2 separate regions of the Mus musculus genome follow, and region 2 is linked to region 1. A link is a contact called in public Hi-C data. All regions are on one chromosome and are shown on one strand. The core of a region is the stretch at or near the end of the contact, and the rest is flanking DNA. Distances in the headings are between cores, read along the strand shown. Region 1 holds the start of Cdk7 (cyclin-dependent kinase 7). Region 2 holds the start of Ppwd1 (peptidylprolyl isomerase domain and WD repeat containing 1).

Region 1 (5,349 bases), core at 1,779-4,278:
CCTTGTATTCTGTTGCTATCTCCAACATATCACTTAAGATTTCTATTTTTAGAAATATCAGTTGCAAAGAAAGAAAAATAGCCATATTGACAGCTACTCCAACTCAGAACTTTGGAGTCAGCCTGTTAGTGGATTTTTATGTGCTAGGGGTCAAAATTGGTAACAATCTGGTGAAGCCATCTGTTTTACCACAATATCAACAGGCCTTGCTTTTCCTTGCCCTTCTATCTATAGTGTGGTCTCTTAGCAGCCAAAGGAAACCTTTTAAAATATTATCTGGGGCCAGAGAGATGAAACTATTACCATCAAGCCTGAAGACCTGACTTAAAATGTCACTGTGGTACCTCCACCATAATCACAATAAATATAATAAAACTTTAATCTGATTCTATTTTTAATGTTTAGTGGACGTCCAGTGGTATCTTTCTTGCACTGGCCTATTTAAAACTGCAAAACACCGTCTTCGTCTCAGTCCCTCTTAGAGTTACCATCATGCCTCATGTTTAACTTTTTTCTGAGACAGGATCTCACTATGTAGACTTAGATGGTCTGGACCTATATTTTTATCTTACACTACAGTGGGATATTTTGTTAAAAGGTATTTTTAGATCTACAATAATGTTTGACATATAGGAATCAATACATATTTGTTAAAAAATTTTTAGTTATTTTGAGACAAGGTCTTTCTTTGTATTCCTGACTGGCCTGAAGTTTACTGAATAAATCAGGCTGGCCTCAAGCTCACAGAGATTTGCCTGCCTGTGCCTCACTAGTGCTGGGACTAAAGGCATGTTTGCATCTTAAATGAGGTGGGTTTTTTTTTTTTTTTTTAAGATTTAGTATAAGTAAGTACACTGTAGCTGTCTTCAGATGCACCAGAAGAGAGTGTCAGATCTCATTATGGTGGTTGTGAACCACCATGTGGTTGCTGGGATTTGAACTCGGGACCTTCTGAAGAGCTGTCAGTGCTCTTACCCGCTGAGCCATTTCACCAGCCCAGCACTGTGGAGTCTAACTACATGTTTATTGTAGCATGTAGGATTCTGATTATAACCTGGTTAGTTATGTAGTTGTAGAATTTTGTGATTTATGAATTGAGTATTAATCAACCCAGGATTATAGAAAAAACTCCCAATGACCAATAACAGATTGTGTGTGTGTGTGTGTGTGTGTGTGTGTGTGTGTGTGTGTGTGTGTGACTGTAGGCCAGGCTTTCCTGGAAATTGCAAGGTTCCTGCCTGTGTTTCCAGTGCTGAAGTGCACTGCCATGCCTGGCAGGACAGGGATGTGTAGGGATGGAACAAGAACAGGAAACAGTAGAGGGAGAATCCGATTGCTTAATTACGCTTACTTTACTTTTTCATATGGGTTAAAGTACTTCTTTATGTTACCTAAAACTGGCCAGCTTGGGAGAACTGGCTGCTAGTTCCTTGGAAAGTCAGATTAGTTTCTGTCTAATGCAAAACTTCATTATGCCCCCAATTTTGGTTTGATATGGTGAACCTTGCATGGATCTCTTAAATTTTATTAACAAAAGTATTAAGGGGCTTGGAGATCAGGAGTCCTCTATTTGCACGTATGCCTGCATGACAGGACACTAGATCTTATAAGCCACCATATGGTTGCTGGGAATTAAACTCAGGACCTTTGGAATATGCAGTCAGTGCTCTTATATGTTGAGCCATCTCTCTAGCCCTTGGATCAACTCTTTTTTTTGGTTTTTCAAGACAGGGTTTCTCTGTGTAACCCTGGCTGTCCTGGAACTCACTCTGTAGACCAGGCTGGCCTGGAACTCAGAAATCAGCCTGCCTATGCCTCCCAGTCCACTGCCCAGCCGAAGATCAATTCTTTTTTTTTTTTTCCTTTTTTTTTTTTAAAAGATTTATTTATTGATTATATGTAAGTACACTGTAGCTGTCTTCAGACACTCCAGAAGAGGGAGTCAGATCTCATTACGGATGGTTGTGAGCCACCATGTGGTTGCTGGGATTTGAACTCTGGACCTTCGGAAGAGCAGTCGGGCGCTCTTACCCACTGAGCCATCTCACCAGCCCGAAGATCAATTCTTAAATCCACCAGGGAATTGAGGCCTCAACAAAACCACCCTCTACCCTGCAAACTGGAAACAAAGATATGACTCAAAAGGAAACCATTGCTGGAGCCAGTAATTGACAGCTAGGCTTAAAGTGAAATCATTAATTACATAGCAAACACTGTTACTATGTGTAAAGGCTCTGTATGTTTTTCTTTTTCTTTTTTAAGATTTATTTTTTATTATAACTAGTTACACTGTAACTGTCTTCAGATGCACCAGAAGAGGGCGTCAAATCTCATTCCAGGTGTTTGTGAGCCACCATGTGGTTGCTGGGATTTGAACTCAGGACCTTCCAAAGAGCAGTCAGTGCTTTTATCTGCTGAGCCATCTCACCAGCCCCTGTATGTTTTTCTTAAATCATTAGTTTCAAATTTTTATAAGACCAAAGGCTCATTCTATAGCATTCAGTAGGACTTGGTTTTGATTTCCTGGGCCTGTTTCTTCATAAATCAGCCTTTAAGAACTTGAGGGTGGGACGGGGAGGGGTACCCGATTGGAGGAAGTGGGGCAGAGATCAGGATGTAAAGAGAATAAGTCAATAAATTAGTGGGGGGGGGGGGGAGGAAAAAAACATGCACAAAAAGAAAAACAAAACAAAACAAATGGAGGGGTTTGGTGTCCATAGAGACTCAGGCGACACAGTAACGCAAAGCAAGACAGCTGCAAGGGCAAGCCCTTACACTTCTGCTACATTCCGAACTTAGAAATACCACGTCAGAACCCTGGCCTATCATCTTTGGAAGCAAAAAAAAAATCCACGTTAAAGACAAAATCCAGTAACAAATGGACACTGACTGCAGTCTAGGACAGCACAGCTTCCGGGTACTGTGTGCACGTGGCAGCGGGGAAGGGCAGGGTTCGCGGCCCAACTCAGCTTCCGTAGGACTGGCCCCGCCCACAGCGGAAGTATGGGCGGGACCCGTAGGTCGTGTGCGTCCAGCGACCGGAAGTAGCTGTTGGGCAGCTTTCGGACGCTTTAAATTCCTGCGGGGTGGAGGGCTTAGCTTGGGTGCCCGGGTCTGGTTTCTCACTCGCATGGCTGTGGACGTGAAGTCTCGAGCGAAGCGCTATGAGAAACTGGACTTCCTCGGAGAGGGACAGGTGAGGCCTGGGGCTGAGTTCTCGCGCAGGCAGGCACAGCCTGGCCACCGCCGGCTGCTCGGTCCCCTTGTCACCATCCCTGAATTGCTTCTTCCCTGCTGAAGAAGAGGCCTCCAGACCACGTAGCAGGCCGTGGCCAGTCCCCTCCAGAATCAGGGCTTCTTTGTTCTTAAAAGGGGGAGGTGGGGAAGGGCCAAAAACCAACCAGCAGGTAAAGAAAGACCTCTTACGACTTTGTTACTGTTCCCCTTTCTAGTTTGCGACGGTCTATAAGGCCAGGGACAAGAACACCAACCAAATCGTCGCCATTAAGAAAGTGAGTTGCCTTTTTATGTTGTTTCCTCTCCAGTCTTTGCGTCTTGCTTGCCACGTAGCCCTTGCTGGCACGGACCTCGCTATTTAGAACTTGCTGCGAGCCTTAACCCTTCTGCTTTGTGTTTGGGGGTTTGGGGGGTTTGCAGGTTTGCAGGCGTACTCCACCACGCCAGGCAACTCTTAGAGAGTAAATGCCCGTGCATTAACAGTTGATGGATGGCTGTCTGTGAGATAGTCTTGCTATGGAGTCCAGATTGGTCTCCCAACTCGTGGAAATCCTTCTGCCTCTGCCTCCCGAGTGCCGGGCATTACAGACATGGGCTACCTTCGGCTTCATCTTACTGCTCACAGTCACACTGATTGAAGGAGTTACAAGAACTCTATAGACAGTAGTATTTATTAGTATCCTGTGTTTCAAGATGGAACTCGGGCTGAAACAGTTTTTGTTCAAGTTAAAACGTTTCATCCCCTAAAAGTTGGTTGTTGGCTATGGAGGCAAGGACAGCGTCTCTTCAGTCCTTTTGGATGGCATGGTCTTTCCATGTCAAAGGTTGTTAAAGGTGTGTTATCTATACACGAAGGTTTTCATTGGCATCAGCAATACTGATAATAGTGTAATTTCTAGAAAGATTTAAGTATTCTTAAAACTTAAATTCATTAACAACACCCTGATATAATTTCCTGTGTGCCAAACACTTTTGACTATTTTTTTTTTCTTCCCCCACTTAACCTCCAAATAGTCCGTGAAATAGGTAAAGTGTCTTTGCCTCCCCTTTGAGGTACCTGAGGCTAGTTAGATGACTTGAGGGTCGCACAGCTAGGAATGTGGAGGCATTAGAACAGAGCAGTTGGTTGAGCTTCGTTCCTCTGCTGACATCTATAGCCAGCTCATGGTGACTCTGCGACTCCGAATAGAACTCAGGGCCTGTTGTGGTTGAGCTCTGTATTTCTGTGCTTCTTTGAATCTGTTGTTTCCTTTGTAATCTCACAATTCCTTTGAAGTATGGAGAATTACACTCGCATCTGGCAGCCTCCCCTTTTCATTCATTTAGTATTTGGCTTGCTGTCTTTTCAGTGATTCTGTTACTATCATTGTTTTATTTTAAGACATTATTTTTGTATTAATATTTTCAGGTGGGGGCGCTTGTGTGCCACAGGGCATATGCAGGATCCAGGACAACTGCAGAGAGAGCCTCTCTCTATGCCTTGTAGGTTCCAGGGACTGAGACCTTGCTTGGTAGCAAGTGCCTTGGCTGGGCGTGGTGGCCTATTTCTGTAAGCCCAGCGACTCCAAAGGCTGAAGCAAGAGAATCAAATGGTAGCATTTTCCAGAACTGGGGAGGTAGAGATAGATAGACAAATCCCAGAGGCTGCCTCCATGTAGCATTTCCTACGTGGTAGATGCCCGTGAGAGACACTTTCTCACAGAAACAAGGTGGACAGTGTCTGAGGAAAAACATCTGAGTTGGCCTCTAACCTGCATGTGCACACACACAAACATACATACCTACACCTACATTTGTGCACCCTTAAAGACATATATACATAAAGTTCAGGACCTTCTTGAGCTAAAGAGTAAGTTTCAAGGCTAGCACAGGCAATTTAGTAAGACCCCACCCCGTCTCAAAATAGAAAGTAAAAGGCTGGAGAGATGGCTCAGCTGCTTGTTCTTCCAGAGGATCATTGTTCAATTCCCAGCAACCACATGGTGGCTCACAACCATCTGTAATGAGATCCAGTGCCCTCTCCTGGTGTCTGAAGACAGCTACAGAAAACAAACAAACAAACAAAAATGTCGGGCACTGGTGGCACACACCTTTAATCCCAGCACTTGGGAG
Region 2 (4,708 bases), core at 2,028-4,527, 3.5 Mb before region 1:
AAATGCAATTTTCTATAGTGGAAAACAACAAAAAAAGAATTATAAGAATTATTTAGTAAATATAGTAGTGGCATAAAGCACCAAGGATTTTTGACAAAATAATTTTGTAAAATATGTTATTCATTGTTCATACTCATAAAGTTTAGTGAAAAGAGCAGGATGCTCTCTATATTCATAAAAAATTCATTCACCCCTCTTGCTTTACTGAAGTAGGATATTACTTGTGTCTGTGATTTATATCATATGTTAAAGAAAAAAAATTTACCAAAATAGCATAGTGTATCAAGTGCCTCTATCTCACTAAAAAAAAAAAAGTTCATAATTTCAAGGTCAACATTTTAATTTCTATATTTGTTTCACTCATAACTCTTAATTATGTATTATTTCTACAGCTATATTCTCTAATTTGGATACTAATTCAGTCAACATCTACTGTCCCAAACAGGTACTAAAATGATTCATGATTTCCTCTAATCTGGCATTTATTAACTTTTGTGTCCTTTAGTTCCAACCTTCTTAGAATCTATTGAATTCACTCTTGCAATGACAGCATTCAGGCCTTCATCAGGCCTTACCAGGATGACTACGAGATTCTCTTAAAGCATCCTGTTTCTGTACTCTTGTCTTAAAACACAACAAAATGGTTGTTTTCATGTAGCCAATCATTTCACAGTGAATTTCAACCTTTTAATGATCTCCCATTGAACCCACTCCACAAAATCCATGTTCTTATTCCAAGCTAATTCTCTACAGTCTCAGTTCACAAGATTTCCTTTTCCTAGTATATATTTTTCCATAAAATCTTACCAAGATTTCTCTAACCTCTTTAAACTATACATTCGGACTTTTCCATTTTTGTCTTGTCCTAATTTCACAGGCTCTTAATTATCCATTTACTTCTTGTAGAAAGGTAACCTTGACTCCTTCATAATGCCTTACACATTTCTCCTAAGTATAGTTTTTTGCATTCTACCATAATACCCTTAATGGTGCATTATATACAATATTATGAATGACCTCTATAAGCAAAAAAAATCTCCCTGAGAACCAAAACTACCATTATTTTTTTTCTCTTTCTATAGCTTATCAAGTATAAAAATTTTTAAAAGAATGCTTTTAGGTATAAAATCTATACAAATAATTTATAAAAAAAATAGTTATGCGGAAACTAACACGGTTTCTTTCCTAAGTCAATTATGTAAAATTATATTAATATATCACTTTTATCTGTTGAAACTTACATCTTCCATGTCTTTCCACATTTCTTCACATTCTTTAATAAGTTCTTCCTCTGTATCTATAACAGCTTCCACATCTGTAATAGTATCTGGATGTACTTCTTGTTTATTCTCTGACATATCCTTTATAGTTTTCTTCACCTTACTGCAACTACTAACGTTAAAAAAAAAAAAAAAAGACACATGCATTAAACAACTATCTGCTGAATGTAGGAGTGACTAAAAAAACAAAAAGTCCTTTTTATCAAAAGAGAAACATGAACACGCACCTGTTGGAGGGAATATTTTCATATAGCCATTATTAAAAAAAAAAAAAGAGTATGGATGTTAGCAAAAATTAGAAACAGAACTACCACAGGATCCAGTAATTCCACTATTAGATATATATCCAAAGGAAACTAGCATGTTAAAAAGATGTTTACAATCTTGTTTACTATAGCACCATTCACAATAGCCCAGATATGTAATCAACTAAGTGTCCACCTAATGAAGAATGGATTTAAATTTTAAAAAGTTCCATTGTAACAGGAGAGTCAGTAGAAAAACAAGAGTGCAAAATTCAGGTAGGTGAGGAGATGTATTGGTAAGAGCTTGTGGAAGGTGTGTTTGAATTACTTCTTCCAACTAAGTGAAATGGAACCTAAGGTGATCCACTGTGAGGAAGTATCAAGGAATTTGAATTTTAAGAGCAGATACAGCCAGGTGGTGTGACCCCTGCCTTTAATCCCAGCACTTGGGAAGCAGAAGCAGAGGCATTCGAATCTCTGTCCTTTCAAGGACAGTCAGGACATAAAAGAAAAATCCTATCTCAGAAGGGGTCAGGGTTCAGAGAAATAGCTTATCACATAAAGGCTATAAGGTTTACAAACAAAATTTTAAGAGGAGAGGGGGAAAGGTTACAGAATGTTGGTTTTTTTTGTTTTTTGTTTTTGTCTTTAAGAAAACTCAAAGAATATAAAGCAACTTTGGATAGTAGCCCACTTTAAATTACTAACTAGTGGCCCAATTAAAACAACAAAAGATAGCATATTAATGAATATAGTCATCCAGGGCAAGGTTACTAGATGGCTGTTGTAAAGATGATAGTGTATCATGAGGTACAGTTAGGTAATTTTAAGGATGTAGAGAGGACCTGTAGTTTACAACATCAGATGTAAATCAGAATAAACACCGCCCCAATGTATTTTTTTACTCATAAGGAATTTTTAAGTCTTAAATTGCTTAACCTGTAAATTACCAACGGAGAAGTGGTACAGGATGCAGCTTTGTTGTTGGAATAGACAGAACACGGTAGCATGCTCCTAGGTTAAAGGTGTCAATAACGCGAAGATGTCAACTCCCCCCAAATTGTCCTCTTTTATCTTAATTAACATCTTAAAGGCGACAAAAACTCTGTCGCACTTGATGAGGAAATTCTAGACCTATACAGAAATATAAAGATCCAGAAATAGCAAAGGCTCATAGACTATATGCTAATCGTCAAACATAGAGCAGGCAGGTGGAGACGCGGGAACGTAACACGCAGGCCCTTCGTGAATTTCTCGCGTCACATACATACACATTCCAAGTCAAAAAGAATATTCTAAATGGGAGGCCACCTTATAAATTACAGTAATTTCAATATATAGTTTAGCTGATAGAAATCTACTTCATTCTTTTTAACAAAAAGTTCCTTCCAACCCCGCCCCTCGGCTTTTTCGGGAAAAAACAGGTAGGTTCTAGAACAGCATTGGCCCGAGAGGCCGAGAAGCGCGAGACCTCCAGTTCGTAAGGCGTAAGCGTCCGATCTAGGGGGTACCTGGGTCCCCCAAACCCGCGAGCTGCCATCCTCCTTGACAGAAAACTGGGGCCTTTGCCAGTCAGAGCCGGTTTCAACTCACTTCAGTCCTCCGGCCTCCTCAGCGCTCTCGTCAACACAGCCAAGCCGCGCTGTTTACGCGCGCTGCTCGCTGATTGGACCAGCTGCGCCCACCGCAGCCAATCAAAAAGCGCTTCCGGCAGCTGACGGACAAAAGCTGCGCCGCGGCTCGGGGAAACCTAGTTCACTCGGTCGTCGCGTCTCTTCTAACGCCTCGGACGACATGGCGACCGAGAGTGGGAGCGATTCGCAGCTGAGGAGGAGAAGGCGCCGAGACCCAGAGGGATCAGAAAAAACGGAACTGAGCGAGCGAGAACCGGCCCTGGCAGTGGCGGGGAGCGAAGAAAATGATGATGAGAATGAAGAGCGCTGGGTCGGGCCTTTACCGGTGGAGGCAACCCTTGCCAAGAAGAGGAAAGGTAGCAGCGGAGAGCCCGCGAGCAAGCTGGACGGCTACTCCGGCCGAGTGGGAGGGTTGATCTCAAGCACGCCCACGGGCGGGAGTGAGATTGTGGGTTTGTGCACTTAGAACGGACGATCTTCACTGCATTTCCTCCCTAAAGAGTGAATTGGTGTTAGTATGGCGTGTTAAAAAAAAAAAAAAAAAAAGGAACACCGTTGATTCCTGACTGTCAGAGATGATACAAACTAGTGCTTGTCTGTATTTCTGTGTTTGGATGCTTTTTTTGACCTCATAGCTGCTGTGTGAAGTTGGAATTCCTAATATTGATTGAGCAGGTGTGGGAAGGAGCTCTCAGAATCATAAACACTTAAGCTTTCAACCCTGACTCGTCTAGTAATGAATTTTCAAACTCAGGGGAAGTTGCTTAAGCTAGCTGGATATGAAGCCATACTCGAGACAATATAGTAAAGTTTTGCCACTAACGTGAATAATAACAAGATTTTATAATATTAAAGTTTGGTAAAGAGATAATATTTACTGTTTTAAAGACTGTTCTAGGAACTTTTTCATAAATGTCTTAGGGTTGTGTGTGTGTGTGTGTTCGTTCGCTCACGCGTTAATCTCAATTCTGACTGTGGAACTATTTAAAAATCTTTTATTTTCAGAACAAAGCCCAAACACCTTAACATGGATTATGAGGCAGTTTGTCTCTCTTTATTTCCCCAAGCAGGACTCCCAATTCTGTCCATTCTCAAAACCCTACCTTGTCCTTGAGCAAGGGCTCCTCTACGTTCCTGTCCAGATACTGTGAAGTGTCTCTATCTGGAGTCATTTCTCTCCTTTAACCATGCTAGCTTTTTAACAGGTCTAGGTTTTAGGTCAGTGCTTTTTGAACATTGGATAGTGACACCCTTTAGTTAGCTCCTTACTTTTTCTGCCCAATCCTGCTTTTGCCTTCGAGGCACTTACTACTTTTTGTAGTTGTGTGTTTACTCATGTGACTTCCTGAACACTACTAGCCTAATCATGTAAGAACAAGGATCTTGTACTTTCGGCTCCAACACTTCAATACAGTGTTTTGCATACAAGTTTAAATGAATATTTTATAACATTTGTGCTGTTATTATTTCACCTAAATATTACTACAAGAACTGCTTAGGTGGAAAGAATGGAAGGATAATTTAGGAAGGAAAACGAAACAAAATGAAA

Evidence for each region. Hi-C and Micro-C count contacts between places; a contact is called where the count stands out from the background.
Region 2: a Hi-C map of B cells shows a contact between it and region 1, with 6 read pairs. The contact joins the promoter of Ppwd1 here to the promoter of Cdk7 in region 1. A contact is called at or near these places in 1 of 39 promoter capture datasets (cranial neural crest) and 1 of 484 Hi-C or Micro-C datasets (B cells).

Annotation. Positions count from the first base shown.
Region 1 is chr13:100,728,621-100,733,969 of GRCm38.p6, reverse strand. It overlaps Cdk7 (cyclin-dependent kinase 7), which reads left to right and starts at 3,028. Exons shown (of 12, transcript NM_009874.3): 1 at 3,028-3,196; 2 at 3,453-3,512. The coding sequence starts at 3,131.
Region 2 is chr13:104,227,413-104,232,120 of GRCm38.p6, reverse strand. It overlaps Ppwd1 (peptidylprolyl isomerase domain and WD repeat containing 1), which reads left to right and starts at 3,277. Exons shown (of 11, transcript NM_172807.4): 1 at 3,277-3,515. The coding sequence starts at 3,320. It overlaps Cenpk (centromere protein K), which reads right to left and starts at 3,155. Exons shown (of 10, transcript NM_001377093.1): 1 at 3,119-3,155; 2 at 1,242-1,392. The coding sequence starts at 1,358.